4 separate regions of the Sus scrofa genome follow, and all the other regions are linked to region 3. The links are chromatin contacts, called in public Hi-C, HiChIP or PLAC-seq and promoter capture Hi-C maps. All regions are on one chromosome and are shown on one strand. Each heading gives the region's core, a stretch centred on a gene start, on an enhancer-like site or on the middle of the called end of the contact. The rest is flanking DNA. Distances are from core to core; before and after follow the strand shown.

Region 1 (2,858 bases), core at 91-2,590, 1.4 Mb before region 3:
AAAGGGTGACTTTAGGAAGCTCACATATTGTAATTCTCATAACTCTAACCGGTAATAACATAGGAGATGTTAACTAGCTATTTGTGAAACTTGAAAAATTTCATTATCAGCAAAAAGCTCAATTTCTGTAATTAGAATACTCAGCCATTCTTTCTTGGACATTATCAAAGGAGCACATAATTCATACAATTCACACACACACACAACAACCCTAAGAGACTGGCTGGCAGATGAATGACCCCCCACTCCCCAAAGAAAAACCACCTCCAATTTTTTTGAAAAAGCCTTAAGAGGAGAAACTAACCCTTTCATTCTCTAGTTACCTGACAGTTGTTGACTAATATAACTAGAAAGAACAGAATTATTCTTTAAAAACTTACTTACTACAAAGACTTTATAAATAAGTTAAAGAGGGTATTTGAGGATAGCACATTAAAATACATTTTTGCTAATTTAAAAAAAAAAAAAAAAACCACACACACAACATATGTGCCTACCCAAAGAACTTTCAAAATCCATTTTGGGGAAAAATAGCAGAGTCTTTATTTCTAAGCCAAAAAATACAGTGTCAGTTTGGCTATACAGCTGATGAAAAGGAACCTTTGCTGCCTCATCTACTGCAAATCTGAAAAAGAGCCTAGACTATAGTTTCTTTAAAGGTGACTGAAGGAAGTAATTGAGTTCTGGAGAGTAAAACTGCACTGCCTACTAAAAGTTTTGTGCTTGCTTAAGGGGCTTTAAAAACTGTTTTTGTTGGAAGCTACTTTAATGTAATGCTTTGTATACGCTTGGTTTTTAAGTATGTCTTAATCCTCAAAGTAAAATTTTCAAAGCGATTCCAAAAGTTAGAAGTGTGGCATTATATCAAAACTTCATCTTTCTAAGATCAGGAAAGGAAGAAAGGGATGCAGGTATCTGTTAAAATTTCTCCTGACCTAAATTACATGATCTTCCAAATTAATGCTATCGTTTGCAGTCTCTCATACCCTGATTTGGGCAGAACTGGCCCATGGCCACAAAAAGCTGGGGGATAAGCAAGCCTGTTCCTGGACTCTTACAATGGAAAGGGAAAAGAAGGAATCCAAATGACTATCTGGAGGCTCCTTTGCACTTTGCCCTGTGCCTGACACAGTGGGTGGCTCTGAAGGAAGTTGTGCTTTCAACTGCAAACGAAGCAACCAGACTTTCCACAGAGAGGAAACCGGAAGCCCCAGAGGAGACCCTCCAGTAAAGCAAAAGCCAAGTGCTTCTGTAAAAGTTAATAAATAACAGGATGTTAGCCCACAGACTCCCTCCCCATCCTCTCTTAAAGGAGGAGGGGGCTCTAAGAGGGAATGAGGCGGTAGCAGGGCGGGGCCGCAGGGCGGGGCCACAGCAGCAGCCCAAGCAGGAGCCAGCACAAAAGCGGTAGCTTTCAGAATCGGAAGGAGGGAAGGAGGAAGAGAGGGAGGGAAGAAGCTGGTGATCCCGCCCCAGCCCAAGTCCAGCCCAAAGCACAGGGCTGACTTTTCCGCCTCGGGCCGGTACTAGCAGCAGCGGGGTGCACTTCCTTTCTCCTTAGGCTTGAGCAGCCCCACTCAAGTCCAGCCGCAGGTCACCAAGAATGGAAATCCCTCCGACCCACTACCCGGCCTCCAGGGCGGCCTCGGTGGCAGAGAGCTGCATCAACTACCAGCAGGGGACCCCCCACAAGTTGTTTCTGGTGCAGACAGTCAAACAAGCCAGCCTAGAGGTGAGTCAGTTAGCGGGCTGTAGGGGCACCCGCCAGCGTTCCCTGCATTCCCAAGGGTCTCAGCTCGGTGGGCTCCCGACTCCTCTACACCCCACGTCTGGTTTTGTCTCACTGTTTGTCTCGCGGGACTGGTCTATACTTCAGTCTCTAGGGGCTGTTTTGTTGTTTTCACAGGAAGGCAGAGACAGCGATACCGTTTTTTTATGGGCATTATTACAAAGAAGTGGGGGAATGTTCTCAATGAAGGGCGGCATTCTCGCCTTTCCCCAAAGAGAAAACTATAGGAACTATTTTCAGAAGAATCTTAAAACTGCTTCTTCATTCCTCATCTACTCCTCCAATCTGGACCAACAAAAGCTCTGGTCTTGTAAATGATTCTTCACTGTCTAAATTTTAAGACCAATCCTTTATTACTATTATGCTATTATTACTCTTTGACAAAGATAAAGCAACAGAACCTGACAAAGCCAAGTCAGAGTACTGTGGCTGAGGCTTCACTTCAACCACCCAAACACTACCGCCAATGACTGTTGTGAATGATGGGTTCCCGCTGGCTAAAGGGTTAAATACTCAAGCCCTCAACATTCGCTAAACTCATTTCCATTTTACTAAAATTTAATGGATTTGAGACCTTGCCTTATTTACTGACAGAAGTTTAACTGCTAAACAGTGTTTAAGGACTGACAGGGAGTAAATATTATTTCAAAACCATACCAGGTAACATAATTAGGTATAAATTCTCAATTGTATCTTCATTCAAAAGTGAAATAAATACCTAAAGGTTTGTTTTACAGTTATAAAATTTGTTAAAGTATCATTTTGCAGGTCCACTAATATACAAGTAAAAGCAGTACTTAACTCTAACCACTCTGCAATTATCTGCCTCAAAATGGAATTCATTTTTATTGAATACTCTTTGGAGGGTACATAGGGCATTATGAAAAATCTTTGCAATGGTGTGTCTTATTTGTTATCTTTAAAATTACATTTTTCAAGATATCTTATGTGGAATTTAAGATCACAGAGTCAGAGGTTAGAGTCCTTTACCTCTAATGACCTGAAAGTGAATTATAACTGATTTTATTTATATATGCTTTTAACCCATCTTTTTGTTCTCATCCAAAAT
Region 2 (2,907 bases), core at 17-2,516, 1.3 Mb after region 3:
TACTATGCCTATAGCAAAATTCTTATCAAGTGCACAGATCTTTGATGCCCACAAATGGAACTTCTCTTTAAGAACTACCATCCCTGCAACATCGCACAAAGTTAGTTTTCAGAAAAGTACTGTTTATATAGTTTGATTTCCTGTGCAAACTCTAGGTTACATTTAACAAGTATGTAACTTTTTGTATTCAGTCTTCAATGTCTATCTTAAGGAAGCGAATCACTTTTTCTAAATAATTTTGAGATGAACTGTTATTTCAACATTTGTATTTGGAAGAGGTAGGAATAACATGTTTCATCTCAAATGGTGGGAGGCTGAGAATGTTTAACTTTAATTATAGGTTTTAAGTTTTTGGTTTTAGTATCTAAATACTTATCCAATGTAAAATAATATATTTTATATATATATCATATGTAAAATTGTATAGGTAACGTATTTTCTATGTATTACAACTTATGCTGTTGGTTACCCAAGGTTAAGTTCCCTGTGATCATTTCAGTAACATACGTGAGTAAACATGAAAAAGAACTAACATTTGGCTCTTACAAGACCTTTCACAGTAGGTCAAAAACTGAGAGAGAAGGAGTCTTACAATTTCACTCTACCCAACGTCCCAGTTAGCTACCCAGGCCTCAATTCCGCTACACTTTTCCATCACTTTGGAAAAACGGACTACAGAGCAATCTTTCGAGCAATTTCATTCATTCCGTAAGTAGGCATTCTTAAGGTACACGCTTCAGCATTTAACCAGGGCTGTTTTTACTCTTTGGGGGACCCAAGGCGCCCCTGCTTGCTGATAAGGAAATTTCGTAAACTTCAGTCCTTCTCTCTGTTTCTCCCTGGCCCACGAAAGCAGGGACATCTCAAAATTCCCAGCCTGGACTTGGGGCACTGCCCACCTCCAGCCTAATGACGAGGACCGAGGCCACTCAGAGTTTGCAAGGTATTAAGTTTGGCAGCAGGCACACGCCCGCCTGAACCCGCCCTCACGTGGCCCCTGGGACCCAATGACCGAGGCCCACGCTTTCCAGACGGCCGCATGCGCTCATGGAGCCAGACCTCGCGCGGCGCCCCGCCCCGGCCTCACGGTGCGCCCGCGTTAATTGTCCCGTGAGGTTCTGGCCGCTGGGCTTTCGGGTTCCTACCAAGCTTTGTTTCCGAACTCGGCCGCTGGATCGTGTCCTGATTGGCTTGCTCTGGAGGCGGGATCAGGACGCATTTGAGACTAGGACCACTTCCTGAAGCTCGAGGCAGGAAATTATCTTGTATCTCAGGAGTCCAGTGGAGAAAGTGCTGTCTGTCGCATTGGTGGCGGCGAGAGCGGGCGGTGGGTCGGGGAATTGGCCGTTTCTCTCGCTACAGCTACAGGCCTGTTTCCATCGCAGCACCACGGCCCCCTCCTCCAGTCTCGACCCCGGCCCGGCTGCCGGGGGCGCTTCTTCAGGCTCCTTGACGCCGCTCCAAGGAGAAAATACCTGGGCATCGCCTGGGCTTCCAGCCAGGGGACTGGCTCCGGGGTTCAGCACTCCGGACGGCAGTAAGGAGTGCCCTTATCAACCCGCGCCCTGTCCCCCTCCCTGAGCCATTGACACCCTGGTCCAGAGCGACAGCCTTGGACCTGGGACTAGACGGATCCAAGACGCTCAGCCCCGGCCTCCCACAAACGGGGTTCTGCATCGTCTCTGATATGTCTCCCACCATCTCCCACAAGGACAATAGTCGGCAACGACGGCCAGGGACTTTCAACCACTCTCTGGATATGAAGAGCGGTCCTCTACCGCCGGGCTCCTGGGATGATGATCATCCGGAGTTGGTGGGCGGGGAAGGGGACAAAGAAGCTCTTCTGGGGGATATCGGCGCTAGTGACCTCTCAAAACCCCCAAGGAGCTGCCGGGCCGAATTAAGCAGCATTTTGCTTTTGCTCTTTCTTTACGTGCTTCAGGGCATTCCACTGGGCCTGGCAGGAAGCATCCCACTTATTTTGCAGAGCAAAAATGTTAGCTATACAGATCAGGCTTTCTTCAGTTTTGTCTTTTGGCCCTTCAGTCTCAAATTACTCTGGGCCCCGTTAGTTGATGCGGTTTACTTTAGGAACTTCGGCCGTCGCAAATCTTGGCTTGTCCCTACACAGTACATATTGGGATTCTTCATGATATATCTATCCACTCAAGTGGACCACTTGCTCGGGAGTACAGATGGCAGAAGCCCCGATGTTGTTGCTCTCACTGTGACTTTCTTTTTGTTTGAATTCCTGGCAGCCACTCAGGACATCGCTGTGGATGGTTGGGCGTTAACTATGTTATCCCGGGAAAATGTGGGTTATGCTTCTACTTGCAATTCAGTAGGCCAAACAGCGGGCTATTTTTTGGGCAATGTTTTGTTTTTGGCCCTTGAATCTGCCGACTTTTGTAACAAATATTTGCGGTTGCAGCCTCGACCCAGGGGAATCGTCACTCTTTCAGGTAGTGTATTTAAACTGTTATGCTGTTAGGTATATTGTACGTTTATGAATCCTTTCGACATGTGGGTGCTAGTAGGAACAATAATTTACTGGAAATCATTTTAATGGGAAATGACCCGAGGTAAGGTTTCTGTTTTACTAAAATAAGCTTCAACCAGAATTATAGTAGAGCAGTCATAATTGATTAGTATTCTGAAATGAATTGGAAGGGTAACTCATCCAGTATACATTGTTGTGTAATGGCAAACAAAAGTCTTGAGTCTAGGAATCCCTTGGCACTTGACTAATAATACTCAGATGAACATTTTTTAAAAGTCTAACTAGTGTGAAGACATAAACCTAGCCTGACTTCAGAGTTTGTTTTTTTTTTGTCTCTTTGTTAGATTGAGATTTCTAGCTCCATGTCTTCTGGTTCATTTCTACCCCTACTCTTAGACCAAGATCCC
Region 3 (3,111 bases), core at 50-2,549:
AGTGCCAGATCCTTAATACACTGAGCAGGGCCAGGGACCAAACCTGCATCCTCTGGATACTATCTTGGGTTCTTAATGAGCCAATGGGAATGCCCAAGAAGTCAAAATTTAAAACACCGTCATAGTTTGATGCGTTAATGCTAAGCGTATAAAATGTTGGCCCATCTCCTCTACCACTTTTGTTGAGGCTGAAAAGAAGAACAGTGAATATAATCATATCTATTGGATATAATCTGGGGTACAGACAGAAAGTTGTAGAATAGTCTCAGTGGTTCTGTGCTTCTGGAAATGATTGCCAAACACAGGAGGTGGGAAACAGTGGTCTATAGGGAAAAGATATCAAGAGTAGAGCAAGTACTCCTCCTTCTCCCAGAACTTCTCACTTCAATTCTTGTTAACTTTCTTCAATTAATCAAGGACCTAGAGATTAAAAAAATATATTATAAAATATATCAAGACATCACCAAGACAGTTTTTTGGTGAGGCATGGTGGGAGACTCTAAATATTAGAAAAATGTTCCATTAAGAAATAGTCTTGGGAGTTCCTGTTGTGGCGCAGCGGAAACAAATCCAACTAGGACCCATGAGATTGCAGGTTCAAACCCTGGCCTTGCTTAGTGGGTTAAGGATCCAGCATTGCTGTCATCTATGGTGTAGGTCACAGACATGGCTCGTATCTGATCTTGCTGTGGCTGTGGCTGTGGCCAGCAGTTGTAGCTCTGATTCAACCCCTAGCCTGGGAACCTCCATATACCACAGGTTCTGCCCTAAAAAAAGAAAAAAGAAAAGAAAAGAAAGAGTCTTGGAGTTGCCTGGTGGCTCAGCGGGTTAAGGATCCAACATTGTCACTGTTGCGGCTCAGGTCACTACTGTGGCCTGGGCTTGATCCCTGGCCCGGGAACTTCTGCATACTGTGGGTGCAGCCAAAAAAAAAGTCTTAAAAATGAATTGTATTGAAGTTCCCACTGTGGCTCAGCAGGTTAAGGATCTGACATTGCAGCTGTGTCATAGGTGGCAGCTGTGGTTCAGATTCAATCCCCAGCCCAGAAACTTCCATATGCCATGGTGCAGCCAAAAATAAATAAGAAGAGCTTTCAAAGTCTGTTACAGCATTTTATTTTATTTTAGTCTTTTTGGGGCCACATATGGAGGTTCCCAGGCTAGGGGTTGAATTGGGAGCTGTAGCCACCAGCCTACACCACAGCCACAGCAACCCCAGATCCAAGCTGCATGTGCGAACTACACCACAGCTCACGACAATGCCAGATCCTTAACCCACTGAGCGAGGGCAGGGATCAAACCTGCAACCTCATGGTTCCTAGTCAGATTTGTTTCCACTATGCCACTATGGGAACTCCTGTTATAATCCCTCCTGAATATTGGAGAGGGAAACTTCCCTGGAAGCAGCTTAGTCAGACAGGTGAAGGTAACGTGCAACGAGGTCAAGTATTTCAGCTAGCACCAGAATTACACTCTCTTGGAGCTCTGTTTCTCAATCCTGGCTGAACATTCCAATAACCACTGGCTGGGTCAACCCCAGATCCATTACATCAACCCCTACAATTCAGGCTCAAGCATAATCAGTATGTTTTAAAAACTTCTCTGGGGGTTCCCATCATGGCTCAAAAGAAGGGAATCCGACTAGTATCCATGAGGATGCGGGTTTGATCCCTGGCTTCAATTAGTGGGTCAGGGATCTGGTGTTGCTGTGAGCTGTGGGATAGGCTGCACATGCGGCTCAGACCTGGCATTGCTGTGGCTATGGTGTAGATCCAATTCCGTCTCTAGCCTGGGAACTTACATATACCTCGGGTGCAGCCCTAAACTCCTCTGAAGATACTTATGTGCAGCTAGGGTTCAGAAATACTGATGTAAATCTTTACAAAGTAAGGTGGATTGAATTCTTTTTTTAAAATGAGTTTTTGAATATGTTTTGCTTTAGAGACATCACTAACAAATATTGCAGTGTACTCAAATTCCTTTTGCTCTATGGATCCAAGTTTTAATTCATTTCTCATAATTAAACCTTAAAATTGAACTATGTGATAGAAAGATGATGGGGCTTCTCATTCCTGGACAATGTCTCCAAGGTCTAGACACAGAAGGAGTAAACAAAGATCTACTCTCTTTTAACTGAATTTACCTTGTGTTAATTTTTTCTGTACAGCAAAATGATTCAGTTTACAGAATCTTTTTTTTTTTTTTAAACAAGATCTACTCTTTTTTCCTCCCACTCTAGCCTGTGGTAGTTTGGATCAGTATCATTGTTTTTATTTCAAATTTGAGGAAATTTGGAGAATTGCTAATATCAGAGAGGGAAAAATACATATAAAGAGATTGATTTCTCCCATACTACCTAATTGCAGTAACCTCCATGAATACATAGACTGCCGGGCATAATCAAATTACCTCTGTAAAGTCTCGACCTAAAACTATTTTTGGAAATTAGGGATTTTCCAGATTAGTGAAAGCTGTGGCTTGTCACTAGCTCAGGCCCGAGTTTCGCAAGCGAAGCTGCTAAAGCAGTCTCTCTCCCAGTCAATACGAATCCCTCGCCATACTTAGATACCTCTGGGAACCACATGCTCATCTGACAGCTTTTTTTTTTTTTTTTTTTTTGAACCGATGTAGTTCACAAGCCTGTTTCCCAAAAATACTGTAAAGCAGCCCTTTCCAGATTCCTTGTGGGTCACTTTAAATTACAAGTTCGTCCATACAGGACATCAGAGTAACCATTTCCACCAGCCAATGCCGGCGAAGGTCGTTCGTCCTGATGCTTCCCTTTCTACTCGCTGAACCCGAGTCATCCAAACGCGAAAAGTTAGATGAGGTAGAGACGGGAGCAAAGAGATCCACGTTCTAGACAAATTATCAAATTAGCGCCAGGGTTATTATAGTAGTAAACCTTGAGAACTCTAACTTGGCTATCTCGTAAAGCCCCCTTATTATTCTTGTGGTTAAAATACTACAAACAGGCGGTTTAGACCTGGTTTATCCAAATTGACAGTTCCCTCGACCACTCTGGGGTCTCAGCGGAGAAGTCACCCTAGACTCCCTCCCGGTGGGGGCCACTCTGGGCGGACAGAGGAGCCGCGGGAGGACACCTGGCCT
Region 4 (2,933 bases), core at 177-2,676, 1.6 Mb before region 3:
AAATGCTTTAGACAAATAATTTAGCAAATACAGTGCCAGTAATGAAGAAAAACAAAAGCATTCCAAAAGATTAAATTAAAACATAATGTCTTTGAGAGGATAAGAAAGAGAGAGGTGGAGAGATTTGGACATTCGTGCACTCAGAATTATTTTTACAGAAATAAAATTGACTTTTTTTTTTTTTTTTTTTGCTTTTTAGGATCACACCTGCAGCGTATGGTGATTCCCAGGATAGGGGTTGAATCAGAGCTGCAGCTCTTTCTTTCCACAAAGAAAGAGGGGGAACAAAAAGAGATGCAAAGGAACTAAGGCTCAAAGCAACCTCCATGCCAACATACATATCCTCAGCAGTAGCATAAAGTTACCCAATATAATGTTTCTGAACTTGTTGATGATACCCATTCCCGCAAGCCCCTTGAGAAACACATTATTACCTTCCTATCAAACTTATATTGACATTAGAATGTTGCTGAAAAAAATTAGTAGCTGGAACACAGGCAGATAATTTTTAAAATTAGCTCAAGAAATTTCCTTCAGAGTCACCAGATTTCGTAAATGAAACCAAACACCGTCAAGCCTACCACAAGTCCAATCCAGTATGATTGCTTCACATTGGCATAGCGGAAGAGAACGAGAACACATCCACTCATTGAAGCTATCAACAAGACACACTCATACGTTTTCCCAAAGAGGATGAGAAACACGTAAGACTGCCAACGAGTTGGTCAATCAAAAATTTTAAATTGGGCAGAGGGGCGTTGGGGAAGGGCAACGGGGAAAGGGACAGTTAAATCTTTCTGAATTCCTTCTGAATGGAACTGTCATTAGAGCAACCTTGATGATCCCGGGATTCCTTCATATCTAGGGTCCCAGGCGGCAAGTTGCTAGCCTTCGAGACTTCTTGGAGAGGAAAGGAGTGGCACAAAACTCGCGCAGCTCAGTGCCCTTACTCCTATCTTCGAAATGCCGAATAGCTAGCAACGTCTACAAGGCTTTGATGGGGTGGAGAAGGGAAAAGAAGGAAAGCCCAGAAACAGAAACTAGAAGCTGCGCTGAGGCCTCGTGGCAGCCAAGAACGACTCTCCGAAAGAAAGTCGGTAATTTCCTGATTAGCAGCAACACCCCACCAGGCCGGCCGGCTCACCGAAGCCAAGGAAGCACATCAGCAACAGCACCAAAAGCCGGTGCGCCAGGTGACTGGGGTCGCAGAGGGCGGACAGCGCCCTGGGAGCGTCGGGAGTGTTGGAGGCACCTCTGCCGGCCTTGACGGGGCTGCTTGGCAGCAGCGCCCTCGCTTCTTCATCTTCCTCCTCCATCCGGCCGGCGGGAGATCAGGAGAAGACAGTGACAGCAACTCCGGGAAGAAGCTGCTGCTGGAGCCCAGCAAAAACCGTGCTCACGTGACCACGGTTGCTCACGTGATGCCGGGGCAGGTCACGCAAGGCCGCGCTCACGTGAGCAGGCAAGATCACGTGGTGGGCAGGCCTAGCGAGGAGAGAGGGGAGGAGCTACGTTTAATTTCTCCCGGTACTGTCTTAGGCGCCAGCCGCAGCTTTCCGCTGCCCAAAATGGAACTGTGCTCGTTTCCTGCCTGCTCCTGCTGTCCATCCCCTGCCGCTGCGCGGGTAGAGAGTGCCGGCCTCCGCTCAGCCTGACGCGAAGAAGCGCACCGCCCTTCTCCTCGCAGCGTTGCTTTCCGCAGCCTTTTTGGCTGCTCTTAATTCCACACAGTTCATTGAGAGTCTTATGTTGTGTCCACTCACATGCCAGGTACTGGGAATACAAACTGGAATGTGACAAGCTCTCAGACCTCAGAAAGTTCGTGGTTTACTTGGGGAGGTCGACAGAAACTGATCCTTTAAAGAATAGTATGGTGAATAGACGAGTCTAAGTGAGAACAGCGGTTGAAATAAGTAGTGAATTTCGTAGGAATGCCTGGGAAAGGCGTTTGGGAAGAGAGTAAGTACAGTTTAACAAACTTTGGGGGAAAGTGGTGGCGTGCTGAAGGTCCTTTAAATTCATACCTAAGCTAGAATTAGTACGAATGGGTCAGTCATGACGCCTATATGAGGGAGTTGGTTATGAGGGTGGGGATTAGGAGGGATAATAATGATGCAAGCCTGAAACAGAACCGTGTGTGTGTGTGTGAGGGGAGGTGGGGGAGAGGAGAGAGACCATTGATCTGCGAATGAAAGAAGAACTCAGTAGGAAAAACTAAACCTGTTCCGTAAGGAGACATGCAAGGATTTTGTGTAGAGGATCAAGAATGCAAGACCTGTGTTTTTATTTAGGGCTGCACCTATAACATATGGAAGTTCCCGGGCCAGGATTGAATCCGAGCCACAGCTGTAGTAGAGTGGAATCCTTAACCCACTGCACCAAGCGAAGGATCAAACCAGCGCCTCCACAGTGACTCAAGCGGCTGCAGTCGAATTTTTAACCCATTGTACCACAGTTTGGGAACTCCAAAACCTATGTTTTTACAAATTACATCTGGCTATCATTCAGCCATTAAAAAGAATGAAATACAGCATTTTTAGCGACATGGATGGACCTAGAAACTATCATGCTAAGTGAAGTCAGCCATACAATGAGATACCAACATCAAATGCTTTCACTGACATGTGGAATCTGAAAAAAGGACAGACTGAATTTCTTTGCAGAACAGATGCTGACTCACAGACATTGAAAGACTTATGGTCTCCGGAGGAGACAGTTTGAGGGGTGGGGAGATGTGCTTGGGCTGTGGGGTGGAAATCCTGTGAAATCAGATTGTTATGATCATTATACAACTACAGATGTGATAAATTCATCTGAGTAATTTTTAAAAAGTTAAAAAAAAAAACAAAAAAAAAACAAATTACATCTGGCAACACAACCTGACACCCTCCTCAACTTTCAAGAAGGGGGTGGTGGTGCCAGGCTTGCCAGCA

The links. Promoter capture Hi-C pulls out the DNA fragments that hold promoters and counts their contacts. A called contact is a pair of places that touch in the nucleus more often than the background predicts. HiChIP or PLAC-seq counts read pairs in DNA pulled down with a chosen protein or histone mark.
Region 1: a Hi-C map of embryonic fibroblasts shows a contact between it and region 3, with 4 times the contacts expected there. The contact joins the promoter of LXN here to the promoter of CCNL1 in region 3. A contact is called at or near these places in 1 of 5 promoter capture datasets (fetal liver) and 1 of 47 Hi-C or Micro-C datasets (embryonic fibroblasts).
Region 2: a contact with region 3 is called in a promoter capture Hi-C map of fetal liver, with 4 times the contacts expected there. The contact joins the promoter of SLC33A1 here to the promoter of CCNL1 in region 3. A contact is called at or near these places in 2 of 5 promoter capture datasets (fetal liver and liver), 2 of 47 Hi-C or Micro-C datasets (heart right ventricle and liver) and 1 of 2 datasets of contacts at active chromatin or transcription factors (alveolar macrophages).
Region 4: a contact with region 3 is called in an H3K27ac HiChIP or PLAC-seq map of alveolar macrophages. The contact joins the promoter of MFSD1 here to the promoter of CCNL1 in region 3. A contact is called at or near these places in 1 of 5 promoter capture datasets (liver) and 1 of 2 datasets of contacts at active chromatin or transcription factors (alveolar macrophages).

Annotation. Positions count from the first base shown.
Region 1 is chr13:98,440,305-98,443,162 of Sscrofa11.1, reverse strand. LXN (latexin) reads left to right here and starts at 1,340. Exons shown (of 6, transcript XM_003358644.4): 1 at 1,340-1,732. The coding sequence starts at 1,604. The region is part of intron 13 of GFM1 (elongation factor G, mitochondrial); the gene reads right to left.
Region 2 is chr13:95,722,516-95,725,422 of Sscrofa11.1, reverse strand. SLC33A1 (solute carrier family 33 member 1) reads left to right here and starts at 1,266. Exons shown (of 6, transcript NM_001244245.1): 1 at 1,266-2,462. The coding sequence starts at 1,688.
Region 3 is chr13:97,002,589-97,005,699 of Sscrofa11.1, reverse strand. CCNL1 (cyclin-L1) reads left to right here and starts at 1,299. Exons shown (of 11, transcript XR_001300397.2): 1 at 1,299-3,111. VEPH1 (ventricular zone-expressed PH domain-containing protein homolog 1) reads left to right here. Exons shown (of 26, transcript XM_021069713.1): 15 at 3,008-3,111.
Region 4 is chr13:98,590,838-98,593,770 of Sscrofa11.1, reverse strand. It overlaps MFSD1 (major facilitator superfamily domain-containing protein 1), which reads right to left and starts at 1,426. Exons shown (of 16, transcript XM_003358650.5): 1 at 1,145-1,426. The coding sequence starts at 1,316.